Regions from separate parts of the Mus musculus genome. Here region 1 is linked to region 2. A link is a contact called in public Hi-C data. All regions are on one chromosome and are shown on one strand. The core of a region is the stretch at or near the end of the contact, and the rest is flanking DNA. Distances in the headings are between cores, read along the strand shown.

What was found. Hi-C and Micro-C count contacts between places; a contact is called where the count stands out from the background.
Region 1: a contact with region 2 is called in a Hi-C map of adipose-derived mesenchymal stem cells, with 3 times the contacts expected there. The contact joins two enhancer-like sites. A contact is called at or near these places in 2 of 39 promoter capture datasets (the 3T3-L1 cell line and 3T3-L1-derived adipocytes), 15 of 484 Hi-C or Micro-C datasets (the 3T3-L1 cell line, the C2C12 cell line, the MC38 cell line and 8 more), 1 of 115 datasets of contacts at active chromatin or transcription factors (pancreatic cancer cells) and 1 of 9 other capture datasets (embryonic stem cells).

The regions. Positions count from the first base shown.
Region 1 is chr3:41,283,641-41,289,566 of GRCm38.p6, forward strand. No RefSeq gene overlaps it. Among named protein-coding and RNA genes, the nearest start is that of 1700052H01Rik, 69 kb to the right of the region's middle. Within about 2 kb of position 1,516, at least 131 of the 459 cell types and tissues checked have an H3K27ac peak or open chromatin away from gene starts, as enhancers often do. A contact at or near this core is called in adipose-derived mesenchymal stem cells, brown adipocytes and embryonic fibroblasts, where this site is marked.
Region 2 is chr3:41,196,675-41,203,324 of GRCm38.p6, forward strand. No RefSeq gene overlaps it. Among named protein-coding and RNA genes, the nearest start is that of Gm40038, 27 kb to the left of the region's middle. Within about 2 kb of position 3,932, at least 24 of the 459 cell types and tissues checked have an H3K27ac peak or open chromatin away from gene starts, as enhancers often do. A contact at or near this core is called in adipose-derived mesenchymal stem cells, brown adipocytes and embryonic fibroblasts, where this site is marked.

The sequences.
Region 1 (5,926 bases), core at 266-2,765, 85 kb after region 2:
ATGCAGGTGCACATATGCACATGTAGAAGAGAGAGGCCAACCACAGTTGTTACTCCTCAGGGGCTGCCCCAATTCCATTTTTGTTTTCTTTTTTTTTTTTTAGGCAGGGTTTCTCATTGGCCCAGAACTTTCTGAATAGGCTCGTCTTGCTGGCCATATTGCCAGCCCTAGAGATTCCTGTCTTCCGCTCCGTAGAGTGGGATTCTAAACACATGCCACCACCACACCTGGCCTGCGCTTCCTGTCCCTTCTCCCCCCCCCACCTTTGGTGGGCAATGGAACTCAAGTCACCATGCTTCTTCTCCCTTCTCCTCCCCTTCTTCAGTGGGAGATGGAGCTCAGGCCACCAGGCTTAACGCATCCTTAGTTTCACGTCCGTGGCTGAGACAAAACACCCTGACCAAAAGCAGTTTAGGAGAGAGGGGCTCATTGTAACTTAAGAGTCCAGGTTACATCCATCATAGCAGGGACATAAAGGCTGCAGGACCTTAAACCAACTGGTCACATCCTACCCACAGTCAAGAGCAGAGAGAAATTAATGTGTGTGTGTACTTAATACTCACCTAGCTCTCTCTACTTTTCTATAATCCCGGACCTCAAACCAAGGAATGGTGCTGCCCACTTTCAGATTGAGTCTTCACACATCAATTACAGCAATCAAGATTATCTCCCACACACAGGCATACAGGCCAACCTGTTCTAGATGGTTCCTAGTTGAGTCTTTTTCCAGGTAGGTTGTATCTGGCTGACAGTCACCATGCAAGGCAAGCCTTGTACTCATTGAGCTTCTGTCCCTGCACCCATGGCTTGGCTCCTTTTTTTTTTTTTTTTTTTAGATTTGTATTTGTATTGTTTTATGTGCATGAAAATTTGATTGCATGTATGAATATGTACCACATGCGTGCCTGGGACCATTCTTGGCCAGAAAAGAGGGTCAGATCCCTGAAACTGGACTTAAAGATGGTTGTAAGATGCCTTGTGGGTGCTGGGATCTGTCCCCAGGTGCTCTGCTAAAGCAGCAAGGACTCATAGCCTGTGAAGCATCTCTAGCCCACCATCATCCCATGGTTCTTTTAATATTTCACACATGTGGCTTTTCCTGGTTCGTTTACATAAAATGACACAAGAAAGGCCAGTCCTCTCTTTCAGGAACAATTCATCATGCATTTGAAAATCCTCTGTAGAAGATTCACAGCAACTTTTCCAGAGACTGAACTCAATGTGGCTGATTCAAAAGGGCAATGTCCTCCAAAAGCAGGCTGGGTAGCTCGCAGCTCCATCTAGGTGCACGTCTCTCGGAGCTAGCAAGTGAGTCAGCAGAAGCCCACAGACAATGATGTGTTTGCTCTTCGAACGATGAGTCAGCCATGATAAATGGCCGGCTTTCGTCTGGTCCCTGACGTCTTCACAGAATATTAATTGCCCTGTTGCTTCCCGTTCCACACAGCTGGGTGGGATTGCTACCAGCCACAGTGCTGAACGCTTACATATTTCAGCCCAGCCCAGAAAGGTTTCCTGTGGTGGGTGAAATGACAACATGCACAAAGGTCAAATTCCAGATGTGAGAGTCTGAACTTCTCCCAGCTCGGGGAAAACATCGCCTCGACATGATCTCAGAGGATTTTCAGTACAGATTTAAGGCCAGCATCTCTGGAAAGATGCGAGCTTGTCAGTCTAAGAGGATGCCAGCGTGCTCTGTGTGCATTTATCCAAGGCTTTGAGACCACCTATTGCACTCCAGAGCCAAGGGAGCAGGGGAAGAGGGGGTTGTTCAGGAGTTCCTGCGTGAGGGGCCTGGCTCTACATCTTGCTTCTTGGCCTTGGCCTTCGAAGTCATTTTGAGATGAGGAGTTCATTCTGGATTAATACCTTGGCTGGACACAGTGCCAAAAAAAATGGTGGGAAGAGAGCACAGCTGTGCGGTGGGGGAATTTCCTGTTTGTGTGGTAATTCATCTGTTTATGCTGTCTTCCTTATCCATTTCAATTATGCATGTGTGCTCTGCATGCATATGTATGCGTGTTTGTATGCCTGTGTCCGTGTGCATGTTCAAGTGCATGTGGGGGTTGAGGTCAGTTGTCATTCCCATATACTCTTCCATTTTATACTTTGCATAGGGGTCTGTCAATCAAACAGAGAACTCAGCATTAGGGCTAGGCTCCCTAGCCGGCTTGCTCAGGGGACCCCATTTCTGCCTTCCCGAGCTGGAATTAAAGGTTGGCTGCTACTTCCACCTGACATTTATGTGGGTTCTGGGGAGCTGAACTCCACACATCATATTTGTGTGGTAAGTGTTTTAACCACTGAGCTATCACCTCCCCAGGCCCCCATTTATTCTTTCTATAAAAGTTCTTATCACATTTGCAAAATTGACTCTCAGCATATTCACAGGTGATAAGAAAACGTAGCTTATTTTTTTCTTTATTAACTGATACCATGATCCTGCTGCGTTTCTACCAGTAGACTCCAGGGTGGGAATTAAATTTTAGCCTCGCTGTGTAAACATAACCAAATTAATCTAGGTAAATACTGTCTGGGTTTTATCTTTCAGAAGCCCTTTTTCTATCTCTGCTCCAATGCAAACTGGCCTCTGAGTACGCATTTGGGGGTGGATGAAACTCATCAAAAATAGGTGTTACAGAGTCGCTGTAGCAGAGCAGCTCATGTTGTCTGCTCTCCACATGGGAACTACCAAAGGATACAATACTATTGGCGTACCAGTGTCTGCCATTCCAGCCTGTGGCCCAGCCACTGACCCAGCTCAAGGCCCATGCCTGGAGTGGAGAAGTAGAGCAGGCTAGCTTCGGCCTGACCTCATTCCGGATGCTCCCCCAATACTTTCTCCAGGGGAATTGAGCTCTCAAATGAGAAGTGTCAGCGAATTTCCCTACAGGAATGCTGTGTCACTAATTGTCACCGATTGTCAGTGGCTAAAACAAGTAACCATTCAGTCACTCACGAAGTCATCTCAGGTCCTCTCCAGACTCTTTCTCTGAAGCACAAAAGACTCCCCAGACATTATATAAATAAATAAACATGTCTATGTTTCAGTAAAACAATATATATGGATAGCAGAATTTGAACATTGCTTGGGTTCATGTATTATGAAATACTATATTTTTATGTTTTTTTTTAATTAATACATTTATTTGGTTTGTGGTTGTTTGTGTACATGGTGACTGTATGGAAGTCAGAGTCCACCTTATGGACTCTGGGGATTAAACCCAAGTTGACAGGTTTAACAGCACATACCCTGCTCACTTGTTGGGCTATCCTGTTAGCCCTTTTCTAAGTTTGCGTTGTTTCTTTATTGTTTTGGGGTCGAGGTCTTGCTATGTAGCTTATGCTGGCTTTGAATTCTCAGCAATTCTCTTGACAACATCTCTTAAGTGCTCAGATTACAGGTTTGTGTCACCATGTCCAGCCTAGCTTGAACCCTTGTTCTGAGTCTACGCAGGGATGGGTGTAGCTGCTTTGGGCTGTGAGTTAGCCAGGCAGCTCTGTTCATTCTGACAGGGTACACACTCAGGACTGTGGACTGGTTCACCGTTAGCTGACCTAGCATAGGCTTGGCTGGAATGTCTGTGATCAGTGACCTCTGCTTCCAACTCCATCATCAGGCTAGCCCGCAAATGTTCTTGTCATGGCAGAGGCACACATGTGCAAGCAGCATTGTGCAAGCAGCATTAGAAGCTCCTGTTCAATTCTATCTGTTAATAACCCACAGCCAAAGCAAGGTGACAAGCTGGAGACAGAATTGGGTGGAGCAGAAGACATGCCAAGGTACTTGGCGAAAAGCGATGTGCTGGGGCCATTAGCACAATCAAAGAACCTAAACCAGGAAGAATTTTAAGTCCTATTTGGGATCCATAGGTGTGTGAAGCAACTGTGATGTGAGGGGAGAGCATGTACAGAGGCTTGGCGGCATGGTGAAGCTTGCTGCTTCTGGCTGTTGAAGTGTACTGATGAAAGGGGAGTAGCAAAAAGCAGGCTGATATCAGAGAAAACTGGCAATTCCTGGTAACGTATCAGATGCAACGAGTAAGCCCATGTTCAAAGATGCAGCCTCTGGGAGAGCAAGGCTTTCCCAGATGTTTAAGGTTCTGGTTTCGACTTCAGCACCTGCCGTGCTGTGGTTGGATATACAGAGCAATAGACCTCTTGCCTCCTCTTTGATTTCCATGCAGAGGGGCAAGACAGACAAGACAGGGAACACAGTGCCTGAGGAGTTTGGGTCTGGCTTCGTAGTTTTAGAGTGGAAGAAACAGGACCCTTTGTTCTTGCATCAACATTGAACTATTTGGGGTTATCAAGAAGCTAAGAATTTTTTAAAAATGATTTCTTTCTATTATTTTAAAGTGGTGTGTGTGTGTGTGTGTGTGTGTGTGTGTGTGTGTGTGTGTAAATAAATGCAGCTCCTGCAGAGGCCTGAGGTGTCAGATCCCCTTGGCGCTGGAGTTACAGGCAGCTGTGGCTACCTGACGTGGGTTCCGGGAACTGAACTCTGCTCCTCAGCAGAAGCAGCAGACATTCTTCACTGCTGAAATGGAGAAAGTGGATGCCGATATATTGTGGATTATGACTGGAGTCCTTGGTGTCATGGGGAATCTTGCCTTGTCTTGTGAAGGTTGGCTGTCCTCCAAGAGTCCAGTGCTTAGGTTGAGTCATGTAAGAATGGAAGCTTTATGATGGTATGGGCTTTGTTTTGTTCATTGGGATGTGCCTAGTATCTAGACAGGGCTTAGTGGATGCTTGATAAATGTTCCCCCAAATCATTGAAAGTTAGAAGCTTGATAATGTAGGCTTTGCTTTGGTGTTGTGGGCTTATTTAAACTTGTATTGAATATTGACTTCCACTGGCTTTAGCTACCTTCTTACAGTACAGAAGAACTAGGCTCATACGGTCAGTTCTGGCTCCTCTGCTCCATGTTCTCCTCGTCTTCTCTGGGTCACCATCACTTCCATTTAATTCTTATTCCTAGTCTCTGCCAGTTGCTGGTCAGGGTAGAGGGAGAGAGAACCAAATACATCGTGTACATACATACATTTGTTTCTCCGGGCTTCATGTTATGTCCATTTGGCTCGTGTGTACCTTTGTTTACTCCCCCATAGTCTAAATCTTGGTAGAATATACGGGTTACCACATGGCCTTGGTGAAGACTGACCCCAGAGTTCATGAGTTTCTCTTCTGTTGGAAGAGAAAGGTGATTGCTAACTGATGGTCTTGATTGTTCCATGAGGGAATGGTGAATCAGAGTTTGGACCAAGATGATGTCAGAGTGGAATGCAAGCAACATAATAGCAAGGCCTGCCTGGCATCTACTCATGGCCTCATGACCAACAGCTGCGGACTCTGCTTTGCTTGAAAATTACAGAGAGGGAACTGTGGCTCGTCATATTGCTCTTCCCAAAGACTTGAGTTCAATTCCCAGTACCCGTGTCAGGTGGTTCACAGCTGCCTGTTACTCTAGCTCCAGGGGTGGGGGGTGGGGGGTGGGGGATGGGATATGCTGTCCTCTTTTGACCTCCTTAGGCACCTGCACTCACCAATGCATACCCACATAACAAGTACACAACACACACATAATTAAAAGTAATAAAATAAATATATAGGTGGATAATGCAGGTGTGGAGGTACATGCCCGGAATCCTAACACTTGAGTGGTGATGGCAGGAGATCACTAGCATCTTTGATTACAGAATGAATTCTAATCCAGTGTGGGCATATGAGAGCCTGACTCAAAAATAAACGAATAACTGAATCACAGGTGGATTTAACTATGAGTATCCGCCCAGAAGCAAAGAGTGAGCCACAAACAACAGCCTCTATTCATGATTTAAGAAGGCCTCTGTAGCTAAGTGGTTCACAGCCACTGCCTTCAGCTTGGTTTTGCTGTCAATGGGCATGCTGGATTTTAACTTGAAT
Region 2 (6,650 bases), core at 2,682-5,181:
TGCCCTTGATAGTTCCACCTGTGACCCCTGTCTTGTGACACTGGATAATTACTCAAGTCTGCCTTTTTTCAGTTCAAATATCACTCACCCAACCTCCATTTTCACTGTCAGGATCAAGGCTTCCTTTGCTGCTGGGGGTCTGGGAGCAAGTCTGGGCTGTGGGAAGGGCCAAGGAATGGCTGCATTACGGTCACTTATTGTACCCTAAGCCTTGTAGCATGGTGGAACCTAGTTTGAAGTCTAGTCCATGTACAACACCCGGAGTTTGGAAAAACTCATGACTCTTAATTCAGCACCAGTGGATGTCACTCACTCTGGGAAAAGTATGTCTAGCAATAATAGCATTGAGGGGGTACTGAGGGAAGGGGAAGGTTGGGGAGACCCCGTCTTAAAATAAAGTGCGCATGGAAGTGATATATATATACTTTTAAAACTAATTTAAAAAGAAATTAAACAAGAATTAAAAATTAAAAATATAATTCACTTTTTAAAAAGATTTTATTTTTATCTGTGTGTGTAGAGGGGCATGGGTATCTGTGGAGACCAGAAGAGGGTGTCAGATACCCTGGAGCTGGAGTTATAGGTGGTTGTGGGCCTCACGATAAAGGTGCTGGAACTGAACTCAGGTCCTCTAAGGGAGCAGCCCTCAATAGCCAATCTCTCCGATGTTGACAACAGATTTTAAAAAGGAAAGGGGCAGGGTTTCTGCTGCGGATTCCTCAGTGACCATGGGGCACTAGGTGGAAGTGAGGAAGCTGCTTCGTGGAATCAAAACAAGCATTCAGAGGGGCCACCAAGGTTGTGTGGGATGCTGGTGTTTCGGTCTGGTGGCCTTTGGTTTGGAAAATGACATTATCGAAGGAGGACTATCTTTGAAGATGTGGACTCTGTCCCCTGTCAACACTTGATTATCAGTTAAAGTCCCGTACAGTGTAAAAACCAAGAGCTGCTTTGCAAGAGGGAAGGTTCCAGTTGAATTGTAAAAGACCAACCTGGGACCTGATGCTCCCTGCCTGAGAGTTACTGGTGTCTCCAAGGGATATCTTGTGCAGCACAGTTACCATGCAGGTTCTGGCATTTGTTTGAAAACATTTCTGGGACTCCCCTTTGTTCCTAATCCCCTCTGACCTCTCTTACAGCCTTGTCCTTTCCCAGAGATGCTGTAGCTGGTCCTTGTTGGTTCATTGAACATCATCAAACAGCCAGGCTGCTCCAATGCAACCTTTGGCTTGGCACACTCTGTATTATTTTTACCTTATAGAATTCTCAATATTAGAAAAAGAACAGGTGAAAAAAATACACTGAGGAAAAATTAGAAAATGCAATCCCATAAGATGAAAGAAAAGGAAAGGGAAAAATATCTTGCAATCTCATAACCCAGACAGAGCATTTGGGTTATATTTTTGTTTTTGTTTTGCTTTCAACAAAAGGAAGGGCTGGAAAAAATTGTCAGGAGACATGTGATATTTTACTAAAATTTCCAAAACCATGCTTTTAAGAGAGATCTTCAGATTGCTAGACAAATAGGTCTGGATAATTTTCAATGATACACATAATTTTGGCAATATCAAAAGAAATGTCATACGATGAAGGTCGCATCTACCAGAGACTCCCTCCTGTGTGTATGTGTGCGCGCGCGTGTGCGGGTGCGTGAGTGCAGGCGTGTACACAGCATATGCAAATGAACTGTCTGTGGCTCCTGAAGAAGAAATTCTGTTGCTAATGTGCTGATTCACTGCCAAGCACTGCTGCAGGCAGGGAGCAGATTCCCCTTATTCAAGCCAAGCATTTGGCCCTGGTGGCTTATTGGCTACCGTGACAGACTTCTCTCACACCTCACCACCTCCTTGGCACATGGACATATGAAGCGTTTTGTTCATTTCACCTCCTAATCTCCTCTCGTTTTTTTTTCTTTTTTTCAATTATCCTTTAATGTCTCTCAAATTTATATCTGCTCCACCCCACACTCCCCATTACAAAGTCAGACATACAGAAGCCTCCTTCTTCAGGCCACTGTGGGAAGGGGCGTTGTGTCTCCTTCTGAGAGCTTGTCTGAGTATGTGTGTGTCTGCTCAGGCTCTGATGGTACCACACGCCTGGCTTTGTTTGCAAGCTCCAAGAATAGCTTATCATTTCCTTTCCATGGCCAATATCCATGCCACCAGGGCGTCCAGTTGAACTCAATTTTTGGAGGCCACTGGAAGCTTGGTGGGGGGAAGGGGGGAGGACAGACCTGTGTGGGAAGGTGATGGGAAACAATCAGGCTGCTTTAATGCAGAATTCCTGAGCATTCAACTAAAAGAGAATTTAGCCCAGACGAACATGACCAGGAACACATTTGATGGGAAGACACACAGTAGAACCATGGATGCTGGGTGTCAGGCATTGTATGGTGCCTTAAAGGCTGACATGGCTGGAAGGAGCTGGGGTAAAGGCTGTGTATGAGAATCTTGTGTTCTAGCTCTTTGATGTTGCCTCTCTTCCACCTTGAGTTTGGTATTTTTTTTCTTTTTTGCTTTTTTTCTTTTTCTTTCTGGTATGCTACTGGAAAACTTTGGAGAGGCTCCTGCGTCAAATGAAGGACAGTATAATTGCATCTAAGTTGCAGGCATTCATCACGGAGCCTTTCATTTAAGCACTTCAATACTCCCGAGGGAGGGGCAATCACTTCTGTTTGACAGATATAAAGGCAGGAGAGGAGACTACACCTGTCTGAGGTTGCAGGTCAGGCTGCAGGTCAGCATGGCACCAGAGACCATGTGCTCTGCCTCTGTGACAGGAGCCCCAGGCTTCTGCATTCTAGTCAGCGTGGCTCAGAGACGCTACATTAGCACACTGGGTTTCAGACTTACCATTTAACGAAGGATGGTCCTGCAGAGGTGGGAGTATCCTCCTGCCCTCTCATACAACTCTTGGATATATCTGGAAAGAGAATTGAAATCTGGACCTCAACTTGCATCCAGATCTTATTTGGGTCTCAGTTTTACCACTGTCTTTACAGGAGCATTGCAGGGGCTCTGTTATGAGAAAAGGTACTTCCTTTTGGGGCTACTGCTATCACTGGACCAGATCTACTTAGCAATAAAGATGGGTTCATTGCAGCCTTTCCTTTATATGAAGGAAATTGGGGAGTCTGGGGGAAATGGAGAAATCTTCATCTAGAAAGTATACTATTCCATATTTGTCAGAGAAAAATTTTAACCCCTAGAAAGAGAGTATGTTTGGAAGCCTAAGCATCAAACTGGCCAAGGGAAATGACCTTTCCAACTGATTTGCCAAGTGTACTGAACAACTAACTCATTTGGATCTCGATGTGATACATGAAAGACTCACTGCCTTTTCATTAGTTTATCCATCCTTGAGAGGAGAGTTTCCCAGCATCTCATCTGTCTGTCTTCTGCACTTCTGCTGAGCCTCCCTCTGATAAAGCAGTGGCTTTCTGACTCATCTTGTGTTGAAGAGGATTCCAGAATTTGGGTAGGGCTGTGTTGCAGACATATTGTAGATAAGGAGGTATGATATCTATCCCCATCCCTAGCAACACGGGTCTTCAACATCCTGACAGTGGGATCAACTAAGGCTGAGCCTTTTGGGACAGTGGTGATAGCAAATATGAAGAACTGACCACAATAGCAGCGACGTCGTACAGCTCATCAGCAATAAAGTAAGTTACTCTCAAAGAATGATGCATACGTACCTTTGGGAAGTGAGTCCTGTACTGATGTTACCAAAATCTGAGGGCCAGCTTTCCAATTCTTTACCTCACATAGTGAAATCCCTCCCTCTTAGCCTGTGAATAGGTAAAACTATTCACACCATGCTCTAGACTCAGAAGAAACTTGTAAGCCTAAATTTTCTTCTCTATTTTTATGAGGCATTCCATAAATATCTTACTGATTTCTTACGCTGGCCTGGGGAATGTGCCCAGACAAAGAGCTAATTTCTGCCTGGACTTTGGAGATACTGAATTCAGATCTGGTGTGGGGGTGGAGGGCAGAGATATTGCCAAAGGGAAATATTAGAATAAGAATTTGAAGACAACTGTACAACTCATTGAAGAGTCTATATTTTATGTTGTGAACAGCAAGACACTCACATAAGACATGTGTGCATGTGTGTGTGTGTGTGTGTAGTGTACACACACAATTCAAACTTCTTATTTAGTGATGTCAACACACATATCTCTTGCCTCAAAGAGAATAGGAGACAATTTATTTTGTATTTACATAAAAGTGTCCATGCCTGGGAGCATAGACTCTGGTTACCCAAATACCATGTTCCAACATGGTAACAATTTCATGAAGCCTTTACAGCAACAGAACAAAGAAAACGACAAATCAAGTATAAACATCTTGGTAGGAAATCAAACAGGTGGTCTCAGTGAGGTGAAGACATCTCTGTTCCAAGCCTTGGACGTTATCTGCTGATGCCCTTGGCCTTAGGGTTGACAGAAGGCGAAGGTAGGCTCGAACACGTCACAAGGATTTACCTCGTCGTCACACTGACAGATGTTAGCTCAAGTACATATGTGAGCAATGGCTTAAGAGTGCTAAAGATACCTCAAGGTAATTTGGTTCTAAACCTGCAACATCCCAGCATTCCATAATCATAAAATGTATAATCAGCTAATCAGCTTTGTAGGATCTTTAACACAGATAAACACTTTTTTTTTTCTGTTTTGGTCTGGGGTAGGGGAGGAACTTCATTTTATAGGAAGTTTCAGTTTATAGCTCAACCCAAATGTTTAATCAGGATCAGTTTTGGGCTGGGCTCTGTGCTGGCTAGTTTCTTGTCAACCTCACACAGACTAGAAGAAGCCTCAATTAAGGAACTGCATCAATCAGACTGACCTATGGCTCCACATGTACGCTCAACTGTTAGGTAACTAAATCACAAGGCTATGAATATATCAACTGCAGTCTGGAAGAAAGTCTGAGTTTTTTTGAGGGCCATTTTCTCAATAGCTAAATTGATGTAGGAGGGCTCTGCCCACTGTGGGTGGTGTCATCCTTAGGCAGGTGAGCCTGGCTGTATAAGAAAGTAGCTGAGCAAGCCAAAGGAGAGACAGCCAGTAAACATGTTTCTCTGTAGAAAGCCAGCAAATAGCATTTCCTCTGGAGTCTCTTTTTGAATTCCTACTCTGGGTTTCTGCATTGAGTTTTTTCCTGCCTTCCCTCAGTGGAGGGCTGGAAGCTGTGAGGCAAATAAAACCTTTCCTCACCACATGGGGTTTGGACGTGGTGTTTTAGTACTGCATCAGGAAGCAAGCTTGGGCAGGCTCTCTAGAGGGCGCTAGAGTAGAAAGACAGTCAGTCGTGGCTCCCTTGGGGGAGGCAGCAGGAGACTGAAGGATACTTGAGGCAAATGACAGTGTAGGAAGAGTTAAGAGTTCAGGCTCATTCTTCAGGGGTGCAGAACTCTCACTGAAGACCAAGCTGGCCTTGAACTCAGATCTGCCTGTGCTGGGATTAAAGGCCTGTGCCGCCACCACCCACCTGGAGCAGAAATTTTTAGGCAAGAGAAAAGCAACTTTAAAAAAACTCAGTAGAAGCTAGCCATGGTGGTTCTTAAGAGACTTTGTCTCAAAGAATCCCTCTGCGTGTGTATGGAATAGGAGCTAGGCAACATTTCTCAACCTCTGGGTCGCAACACCTTTAAGGGTGGGGGGGTGGTCTAAGACCATGGGAAAACACAGATATTTACATTATAATTTTTAACAATAGCAAAAATTACAGTTGTGAAGTAGCAACAAAAATAATTGTGTGGTTGGGGTCAGCACATCATGAGGAACTGTATTAAAGGGTCGCAGCATCGGGAAGGTTGAGAATCACTGGGCAGAGGGGCAGAACGCGGGGAAAGGCAACAGTAAATTTCCTTCAGTGTTGGCTGTCTTCGTCTGATACGTGACAATGCAGCAAAGGAGTCCTACATAATGAATTCCTTTCTAGGATTTAGTAGTCAGCACCCACTTGCCTAAATAAATAAAAACAGCATCAAAAACACAAGGCAGACACTGTTTAACAAACCAGGATTTTCCAAATGTTTCCAAATGTTCTGGCGATATTTCGATCAGCTGGAGATGGCCCAGCTAAGACTTCTTAGGAATTAAAAAAAAAAAAAGTAATTAAAACTATCCAGGCCCTAGTGACCCTTTCCCAATAATTCACTTATGGTTTATACTTGGAGATGTATATAATATCACATTACTTAAGTGTGGGAGGGGTTAGGCAAGAGTGTCAGGTTCCGCTGTGGGCATCCGTCGTCCGGATGGCTCTGACTTTCTCCCAGGCAGCAGTTGATATTTTATAGCCTTGTAATTCAGTTGACTGTCACTCAGTTCACACGTGGAGCACCAGTGACATAGATATACACAGACACCAAATGTGCTAATTACAAAGGCAGCGCAGGTGGGAGGCCCTGGTTACAACCCCTGTATAACAACAGTGGCAGATTGCGAAGAGAGGGCCGTTCATCATCCGATAACATCAAGGCTCGCAGGGTAGAATGTTCTGGGCTGAGTTTACAGAGCTCCGCAGCTTTGCCCCCTTCGAGACTCTCCAGCGATGGGGCACTGGTTGTTTGGTGGAATGGTGGCAGGAAGAAAAGATAGCCATGGGTGGGTAGGGTGAAGGGGGTTTCAGAGACGGAAG